Regions from separate parts of the Anser cygnoides genome. Here region 2 is linked to region 1. Evidence: chromatin contacts called from public Hi-C data. All regions are on one chromosome and are shown on one strand. Each heading gives the region's core, a stretch centred on a gene start, on an enhancer-like site or on the middle of the called end of the contact. The rest is flanking DNA. Distances are from core to core; before and after follow the strand shown.

Region 1 (5,128 bases), core at 764-3,263:
ATAAAAAACAGAGGTTTAAAAATGCCTTACTGTATCATGTGAATGGTTAAAAAAGTCCTGCATCTTAACTCTCTTTAGGACAGTCTTGCAGTATTTTGAGTTCCAAGCAAGCTCCTTTACCAGAAAATGCTATCTAATCCATTCCGTATTTATCTGGTCCCAACGAAAATACGTTTCAGTAGTGCAGACATATGAAATGATCTAAGCGTCCAATTCAATCCTAAGCTATCCTTTTAACTTTAGTACTGGAAGACAGTGATTTTAAGAGGTCAGTTACAGATTTTGTGAGTGTTCCTTCTTACCAGTTTTAGATTTGCTTTTTATATGTATCTACTTACTAAACAGTTGTTCCTTCATATGTGTAATAATAAGATTAACTTTAAGATTTAAAATATGTGCCAGCAGTCAAACTAAATGTGTTGTGTTTTTTTAATTTTATTATTAAATTACCTGCCTCCTTAGCCAGGTCAGGGTAATCAAGGCTCGTCTCACTAGGCTTTGCAAACTGACAAGAAAAAAAAAAAAAAAAACAGAACAAATCAATGAAATTTAACGCATCCTTTACTCATGTTGGTATGTTTAAAAGCTATATAGGTAACTCAGGAATAGGTTTGTGAACAGATTAAAAAAAATGCAAACAATTTAAGTGACCCAAAAGTGCATCCACAAAATCTGCACAATCCCCAGGTGTGACTGCCAAGACCCTGCCGTGACTTAAAAAAATATATCATAGTCCAAGTTTATGGAAGCAGAAGACAATTTTTGCTCAGTCTTAAAGAAGATTCAGGCTTTATGTCAATGGACAATAATGCTGGCCGAAGCCTGCGGATGGGACAGAGGACAACTGCCATCTTCACTGAAGCATTACAACCCATGACTTTATCTTCTCAAAAGCATTGATAAATACTTCCATTCTACTTTATTTTGCTCTACTCCTATTCACAATACTTATTCTTTACACTGAACTTAATTCCTCATAAACCTCCCTTCCAAGCCTTACTCCACTTTGCTATGAATTCGAACATTGGACTTTGCCCCTCACGGCTGGAGTCCACCAACACATTTGTTTTCTTTTTTATGTCATTTACAAAAGTGTCACTGCTCAAAAAAAATCATCTCTCTACTTACAGCTCTACGAATTATTTGATGTTCAGTCATCATATAAAAATACGCTGTCTCCTTAACTCTTACCTCCCCAGCCTCTGCCAACACTTAGCCATACTTTCTGCTGTGCCGCCTTTCCTTAACTCAGGCAGAGAACCTTCATGCCGAAGGTCATGAGAAATGTCAGTCTGTGACTCGAAAAGTCTGTACACGACCTTTTTAATGATGTTACTGGAGCTAACGAAGAGGTAAAAAAGAGCACTGACAACCTCTCAATGCCCCTAACTGCTGTGACCCATTTCCAAAAACAAAGGGCACGGCCTGGGTGCCTGACAGCTGCATACGCAGCACCACTTTGTTCTGTGAGGTATGATCGTTTTAGCACATCACTCTTAGGTTTAACACTAGAGAAAGGCTACAATCCTAAAAGCCTTCATAATAAAACGCTTCAGATGTAATGTAATCTGACAAGCTTTACCCTCCTCTTCCACGCTACCATTCCTACCCGCACAGCAACAAAACACAGGTTTCAAGGCTGTCAATTTTGCTGACTACCGCGGCAAGTACCAGCGGTCCAGCTCCACCCGCCGAGCTAGGTTTTAGGAAAGCCCCTCAAGCAGCTGCTCGGCTTTGAAGGGCGCCAGGGGCACCAGCTCCGGCCTCCCCTCAGACACGCTCCGGGAGGGAGCCTGAGGCAGGGGGGAGCCGCCGCCGAGCCAGGCCCCGCGGTGCGGTGCCGGTGCTGGGGCCGGAACCGGTCGGGCAGCGCCGTACCTTGGTCATGCCAACGCCGACCACAAACACCCGGCGCTGCATCCTGGCGGCAGGACGGGCCCCGGCTTCCCTCACAGAGCCCCAGGTAGCGGCAGCAGCTGAACCGAGCGAAGAAGCGTGACACCGCCACCGCCCCCTTCCCACCCCTTCCTCCTGACGGCGCAGCGCCGAGGGCTCGTCCCCTCACTGCCCCGTCCCCGTCCCCGCCTCCGGCCGGGGCCGAGTGGCGCCATGTTACGGCTGGGGCCGGGGCGGGCTGGGGGGCGGCTGCTGCTGCGCTGGGCCCGCGGAGGGTCCCCCGCGGCCGCCCCGCGGCGGGGCGCGGAGGTGCTGGTCGGCGGGGAGGGCGGCGGTGAGTGCGGGGGGAAGCGGGGCTGGGCCGGGGGCCGCCGCCCGTCCGGCAGGGGGGTCCCCTCCGAGGTACCCCCATGCCCCGAGGGGTGGCCGTGGCCCGCGGAGCCGGCGGGCGGCAGCGCCCGTGGGTGAGGAAGGAGGCGGCCGCCTTCACAAAATGGTCGCAGCCCTGGAAACCCGCCCCGGAGCGCCCAGATCCCAGTTTACAGAGCACAGGTGCAGGGGGCAGAGGTAGATGTGGTCGCGTGCTGCCGCCCGGACCTGGCAACTTTGGGTAAAGTCCTGCCCCCTGAGGGGCTCGTTAGCCGTAAACGAAATGGGGCTGTAATTCCTAAGCAGTTCTGGAGCATGAACTGGGAGTTTGTGGTGCCCACATGCAAACAGCAATTAAAGGTGTTTTTTTTTTTTTTCACTAAGGAGAAAATTGAACACAGTAAGACTGTAAATTAAAACCCGAGATAAGTAGTACTTAAACCAGAAACCTAATTGTTTTTTTTTTTTTCCATTCCTGCAGTGTTTCTAAGACATTCTTGGATGTCATGTTCATTTTTTAAACACCTGCTTATTTGTATTATCTGTAATGCTATCAAATCTTGTTGTCTTGCAACACTGGATTTCATAGGCAGTTTCTTGTCACTAATTTTCCTGGATTTTGCGGCACCTCCACTTTTAAAATAATGGATGGCATTAGAATATACTTACATGCGTTTTCAGGGAAGAGAAGATGCAGCATTTGCAGATATAGTTCCCAGCTGAATTACTGTGTCAGCATATTAAATGAAGTATAACTGAAATTGTCTCCTATTACTAAGGTATTGCTGAAATCCTAATGAACCGACCCCATGCGAGAAATTCATTGGGAAAAGTATTTGTAAATGAAGTGAGTATGGCCCTGGCCTGTAAATGTGTTTGGGATCATGATTGGTAACTAAATGTGATAAGAATAATTGTGGGAAATCGAAAACAAAGGCTTAATCTCTTGCTGAAAGTCAGCAGAGACTGCATTTGGAAGAGGCAGATTGTCGTATGTCCATATTGCAGTAGCTTCAGAAGGGGAGCAGACACATACTGCCATTATTTAAGGCAGCTAACTCAGATTCAAGTTAATATCATCACTTGAGTAATTACAACAAAATCATACTCATTGTCAGACCATAGCAGAGCTTTGGCGCTCTGCTCAAGGTTGATACTTTCCAGCGAGAGTCTGGCTTGTTCCATGTCAGGCAGGAGGGTTTAAGGAACAGCAAGGGTTCATGTTGGACTGGCAGTGAAAAAGAGATGGGGAGACCTGTTTTTCTGAGGCTGTCATGGAAGGCTCCTGCTGGTTCCACATATGTGATTTCCAGGAAATTCCTGGCACCTGCAGAGGAATAAAAAGGGGGGAAAAATTAAAAAGGCATATAGATTAGGAGCTTGCTATAATTTTTGTATATACATCTATGTGCTTAAAGTTTTTCTTCTTTTGTTTGTACTCTTTCCCTCATAGCTTTTTAGCGCTCTGGAACAGCTCCGCTTTGATGAGAAAGTTCGTGTAGTAGTGTTCAAGAGCGAAGTGAAAGGCGTATTTTGTGCTGGTAGGTAACAGGTTCTGCAAACTACTATTAAAAAATTGATGGCTGCTAGGGTTGTGTGCAGATCAGATTGTGTAGAAAAGCAGCTGGAAATGAATGCTAAAAGAAAAACAGGTTAGCTTTTGAGTAGCAAATAACACATTCTCTCTTTTGCCTGTTCTCTCTGCTTCAGCAGTGAAGATGTGTGACAGTGAGCCACACAGGCTCTGTGGCTCACACCCTTTCCTCTCTGTGCTACCCTTTGTTTTCCATTTATAATCACCTTTAAGCCCAGGTACCTCAGGTATTGGAGTCCTTGTTTTCCAGTTTTATGGATTAGGATCAGACATCGGTACTCCTCTGAAATTTGTTCACAGCGCATACCCTAGCCACTGCTCCAACCCAAATATCTACATTCCAGAGCTTCCTATGACCTTACTTAACCAGAATACTGCATTTCAAGACTTCTGAAGTGGTCTCTCCTGAGGGGTGGCAGGAGGGAGTACAGTTCAGACATTTCTTCCCTGTTTGTGGATTCTTACCTTTTTCTCTCGTGCAATTTAGGTGCGGACTTAAAGGAGCGTGCAAAGATGGATGATGCAGAAGTTGGACATTTTGTTAAAAGGCTGAGAAATCTAATGGATGAAATAGGTAAATGATTATCTCAATTGGAAAATTTGTCTCTGACTGGCTCCTCAGGTGGCTCCAGCTTAGACCTGATAAAAAGAGCTGATTAGACCTAAATACTAACTATACTGCTGCCACTCCAAGGACAAGATTACATTTCAGTACTGACTTCTCTATGATGAAGAGCAGTGCACAAACATACGTATAAGTATCTGCTTTTAACAAAGCATTATATATAAAATTCCATGTAATCCTCGGGAAACAGTGCTAGACAAAATGAGTGACGTTGGTTGTCCCGCTTTTAATATATACTCAAAAGCACTCCTGATACTGTGCTGACCCAAAACCAAGGGACTTGGACCTCTGAATGTATTTGCTGAATGCCAGGTTTCTTATACCTGATACTTCCCACCCCTCACTTCTTGGGTCTCACTACGGAAATACCAAAGTCAAATCCGACTGATACCAGTCAGAACAGCAGGACAGTCAGAATGGAGAACTACTAAATGCTTTAGAATTTAGGCATTTAAAAAAATTCCAGAAGTGAGTGCAACAGAATTCTGGAAACTATAATCTGTATTGTCTTCTCTAGCTGCCCTGCCTGTACCCACAATTGCTGCAATAGATGGCTACGCATTGGGCGGTGGACTAGAAATGGCGTTAGCTTGTGACCTTCGAGTAGCAGGTTTGTGTGTTGCTTAATGTAGGGTTCTTCTTGT
Region 2 (5,128 bases), core at 1,664-4,163, 85 kb before region 1:
ACCTAAATTTATCTACATTCCACACCAGCCTCACTCACTGTTATGTACCATGTTTAATTCCCTATTATTATGTGAAATTGTTTTTGCCAGGAATGTTGAATTGTGCCGCCAAGGTTAGAGACAATTGCTTGTACTACAGAAGTGAATCCCAGATCACTTTGTTTCACGCAGTGTTATTTTGTGTCCTATATCTTGTGAGCAATTTGAAAGCAATGCTGCAAATTTAGAAATATTGTATCTGCTTAGTTGTTTTAATTGAATAAACATAAGAGCATTTATAGGTGGTAACAGCAATGAGTACCTCTGCTTGAATTATTACTTCTTAAGTACTGACAGTGTCTTTAATTCAATATATGCCAGTGATAAACCAGTACCTGTTCCAAGTAGAGGGACGGCCTCACTTTATGATCCTGATACCAGATCCATGTGGGCAGATCTTCATCCTTGTGCAGAATCGCAGTGAAGCTAGTAGGATCTGCAGAGGCCAATTTGATTGCAGGTTGGATGCCTGGAAGACAGGCAGGCAAATATCAGCATGCAGCAAAATGTTCCCCTAAAGCCAGAATTCGTCAACTGTTTCTGAAGACACCTAACCGAACAAACGCTCCCAGTCATCTCCCAGCTCTTTGTAGCAGTTTGATACTTTCTTCTCATCATTTGTTTTTGGTCCATTAGAGTTCTCTTCCACGAACTGCTCTCTTGAATGTTTTTAATTAACAAAACTAAATTTTGGCTAATACTGGATTTTTTCAATCCAAGTAAACCAGCTTAAAATAAAAAATAAGCCGAAGTTCTGGCAAACACATTCAGGTCAGCCTTCACTAGACAAATTGTGTAACTTTGGTAGGCTAGTCTCAAAGACCGGATCACAGTGCATAATATATTAAAAAATATTGGGAGAATTCCAGCATCCAGTATTAAGTGGGTAGTTGTAATTCCTGCGGGATAAAGAATGATAAAGAAACAAAATGCTTTAATCCTCCACGAATTTGTCTAACATTTAATCTAGCTACTAACCATATGATATTCCCTTTCTCGAGCAGTCTCAATTTGTTCTTAATTCTTCTAATTAAGACAATAAAACTGGGACAGAAAACAGAAATCATCAGCAATTAAAGCCATATTTCTTTGTAAAGCTTTGTCTCACACGTGACATTCACAGTCAGATCTAAGCAGGACTGCTCAGTGTGATTCTTTCTATGCTTTCAGCATAATTCACATTCTCACAGCAGGTTACAACACAATCATCACACTAACACTTCGTACTCCTACAGAACCTTTCTTCTGATCATCTCAAATCATAAAACAAATGTGATTTTATATTACTGAAGCCTTTAACGATGTCGAAGCAGAATCCCCTTACGAGGCATAATAAGGCAGTAATGAACTTTTCTCTTCCATGCTTCCCTCTCCTATAAACATCCTCTCTGTCTCTCCCAGGTCCAGCTCCATCCAGCTGTTCTTCCCTTAGTCCCCAGCCACAGCCAAGCTCCTGGGGCTCAGGCAGGAGGTTGTGTCTGCATCTGACAGGAAAGCGATGCACAGCTGGCTGCTGTCTGCCTTGATTTGGCTACAGATTTGACACTTGAACCAGGGAATGATCAGCTTTTATGGAAGCTTCGCAGAGATAACTCGGTCGATGGCAGCACAGCAGCACAGCACTGCTTACAATGGTGTAGGGAGCGTTGTTCATCGCTAACCGCATTGCTGCACAGTGAGTGGCTTAAACCAAGTCACTGCAATTAAATGACTGTGTACAGAGGGACTGCATTCATTTAACTAAACCTTGCAAAGTAAGCCTTATGACAAGTTGCTTTCATGACTGCTGCCTTCTGATCTCAGGTCTCTATAGAGCACAGGCATCATCATGCCTGGGGCTCTTAAGCAGGACTGGTGAAATGGAAGAAGACATTGGCAGTGTACAACACAGCCAGGGGGTGCTGCGATCCCTCAGTGATGCCAGGTGGCCCATCAGGCTGCAAGGGATAGGTCTTCTCAGCTGTTTCCCCTTCACCGAGGAGAGAAAGGGCCAGGAGAGTTAAAAAAAGAGTAACTGAAGTGCTGCGCATCAACTTCATAGCCTGCCTGTATAGCACTAAAGTTTGCCCTAGAGCAACAGCCTTACCAAAATGACGAATTATTTCTTTATGTGGTTTGTCTGCTCTCACATAGCAGGCCAACAAAACAACTCATTTTCAATCTTCTGCTTCAGTCATCAGACAGTACTGCTCCCCTACAACTCCTTCTGCTTGACCCTGCAAAGGGTAATTAATTATCTGTTTGTAGCAATTGCTCTGTCTGAGGATACTGAAAGATTCTCTCTCTTATACGTCATAATTTGAGATGCAACCATAATGTCACATTGTTATGAGTTAAAAGAGCAATAAAATCATTCTTTCTAAGCCAGTGCTGCATAGGATGCTCTTGCCATGACTCCACTTGGCAGCACACAAATGCTGCTGCTGCAAGAGGACAGCAGATCTGCAAAATGTCTCAGGGCGGCATGCATTTACCCGTGTATGCATGCAGCAGTCCTCCTTGCAATGAGAACAGGCTTTTCACATATGCTTAAATGATGTCCTGTCTTGAGGCTTGAGTTGGAATTTCAATAAAAAGTCCTTTGGTTAGAGAATTCAGGATAATTCAGAAATTATTCTCTTTGCATAAGGTTCTGTATATGAAAGCACAGAATTGGGCCATAGGGTGTCACTGCCTTCTCCCTCTAGCTTCAGAAGCTTTGTGCTGAAAATAAGTCAGTTCTGTTAGGTCCTATTCGAGTGATCAGATAAATCTTGATTCCTAAACACTACCTGGAAATATATGACTTTTTAGCTTTTTTGCCCTACTGCACTATGATTCCTCTTTGAAGCCTGTAGAGGGTGTGCTCTCCATTTCAAATTAGGATCGAATATCTTTCTACAAGGTAATAATCTAGCTCAAACACAAGTTACAAATTAGCTCCAGATACTATTGGGTGAAATGTCATGGTCTGAGATACACTGAAAGTCAGAAAAGGTAATAGCAAGAGTCCCTTTTGGAATTAAAAATCTATTAATCTCACTGCAAATCTCAGTGTATGTTCATTGTTTTCCATTGTAGCTCGGCTGTGAGCAAAGATGAAACTCTTTGCCTCACGTCAATCTCTTATTCTGAAGCCTCAGGACCATGTTAAAAGAGACTGTACAGCTGTAGTCCCAATTCTCTTAATCAGGGATCAGATCCTCTGTTTGAAAAGCAAACTGTTCTTGACCAAACCTCTGCAAAGTCTACATCACTTCTAACTGTGGTGATAAAAGTGTACCAGGACATACTGTAGTATGTAGTTCATGAGTCATCTCAAAGCAGTGATCAGAAGTCCCAAAGCAGATTACAGCACCCAGGGATCACAGGAATACATCCCTAAACTCTGCCTCTGCCTTGAACAGCTCATTATCCAAATAAGCAAGACAAAATACAGAATAAAGAAATATTTGTCTCCACAGTTAGCAGACAGCGAAGGGAATGACAGCAATTACGTTGTCCCAGTTACGAGATGGAGACAGTGGCAGAGCCAGAAAGTGAAACTAGAGCTCCTGGGTCTCACTCCAGGTATTTCAAAGTGAGTTCCCAAACTTTCATTCTGAGGACCCGTCCCTCTGGTGTGCTTTGCTGAGTTAGTTACAACGGTGTGGCATGAGGGGGAGCGTGGCAGCCTTCCCCACCCATTCAGCCCTTGCTCTTTAGGAGGGTAAATAAGTAATGTATTGTGCTAGGCCTGAGACCCAGGGAACAGAAATTGCCTGCAGTCCCATAGAAATGATTTTATTTGTTCATTTCTAGGAACATGTTTCCAGCCAACCTTGTTGAGGCCACATTCAAGCAGGTAAGTGGTTACAGTTCTGTTACCAGTGAAGTGATGAGCCAACATCATAGAAGGATGTAGATGTATCTTTGTAAAGCAGAATCCAGATACAGACACTGTATTATGTCATATACTATTAGTACCTTGAGCATTTAGGAATTCATGAGTATCTTTCCATTATCCTTAGCAGCCTACAACTAGTAGGTCAAAGTTATTTGAATAGTCCAGAAAGGGAAAGAGAACCTCTTTACCTTTTTGCCTCCTCTTTTACCTCTTTGCCTCCCACCTGGAGCGAAGCTGTGGCATGGGTCAGGCAACGGCTGTGTTCTTTTGCCATTTGTTTATCAAAAGAAACCTTTAGGAGTTTACATTTTTGTTAGAGCATAGCACTCCAAGCTTTATTTTGAGATACCATGTAAACAGCAATTTTACAAGCCTCAAACTCTTTTGAGATTCAAAAAATTCAACTTTTCTTACAGATTTTAGCAGCATAGGGATAGGAGCTGTCTTTCTTTTCATGCTTGTCCCTCTAACATGCAACCTTATTTAACAAAGCACTTTGGAGGTCTCATTTAACTATTAGTTCCTGCTGGGATATTATAGTAAAAAAATACTTTGTTTTCTTTCAGTATCGCACCAAGAGCATTCCCATCATTAAATCTAACAAAGCATCATCTGAAAGCACAACTCGTCGCATTATAATATATGGAGTCCAGGATGAGAATGGATCCAACGTCCAGAATTTTGCCTTGGATATCACTCCCCCACCTGAAGTGATTTACAAATCAGAACCAGGCACTAGTGACGGCATGAATGTGCTAGGGATTGTGATATTCTCTGCAACAATGGGTAGGTTTCAGACATGTTTGGCTTGCAATAATCCAAGTATCCATTAAGAGAAAAAGACAGGGGTTGGTTGTTCTGTTTCTGGAATAAGAATAACCTGCTCCCAGACCAGGTCCTTCATTAAAGTTCCCCCCACCAAGCAGTAAATGATTTTTGCCCTGGAATCTGCCCTGTCTGCTGTTCTTATCCATTCTTAATTGCATTTTATCACATTATTAGCGTAGAACATAATCGTCACCTATGTTGAAGCACAATTCAGATTATAAGTCTCAGAGATAAGACGGGTAAGTGAGTTACAGATGAATAGTGTTTTATCAGTTTTAAACCCATGGATTCTCTCTTTGATTGGAACTTCTTAATTTTATTTTTTTTTCATCATGCAATACTTATAGCAATGTACCTTTCAGTAGTTTATCTCAGTGGACTCTAAGAGATTATATC

Evidence for each region. Hi-C and Micro-C count contacts between places; a contact is called where the count stands out from the background.
Region 2: a contact with region 1 is called in a Hi-C map of liver, with 20 times the contacts expected there. The contact joins the enhancer-like site here to the promoter of SCP2 in region 1. A contact is called at or near these places in 3 of 7 Hi-C or Micro-C datasets (all in liver).

What each region holds. Positions count from the first base shown.
Region 1 is chr8:27,575,882-27,581,009 of Taihu_goose_T2T_genome, reverse strand. SCP2 (sterol carrier protein 2) reads right to left here and starts at 2,013. Exons shown (of 16, transcript XM_048061938.2): 1 at 1,879-2,013; 2 at 451-505. The coding sequence starts at 1,920. It overlaps ECHDC2 (enoyl-CoA hydratase domain containing 2), which reads left to right and starts at 1,871. Exons shown (of 9, transcript XM_067001579.1): 1 at 1,871-1,963; 2 at 3,719-3,806; 3 at 4,347-4,433; 4 at 5,002-5,094. The coding sequence starts at 1,886.
Region 2 is chr8:27,662,111-27,667,238 of Taihu_goose_T2T_genome, reverse strand. SLC1A7 (solute carrier family 1 member 7) reads left to right here. Exons shown (of 11, transcript XM_048061937.2): 4 at 3,820-3,862; 5 at 4,471-4,690. Among named protein-coding and RNA genes, the nearest start is that of SLC1A7, 27 kb to the left of the region's middle. Within about 2 kb of position 2,913, at least 3 of the 3 cell types and tissues checked have open chromatin away from gene starts, as enhancers often do. A contact at or near this core is called in liver, where this site is marked.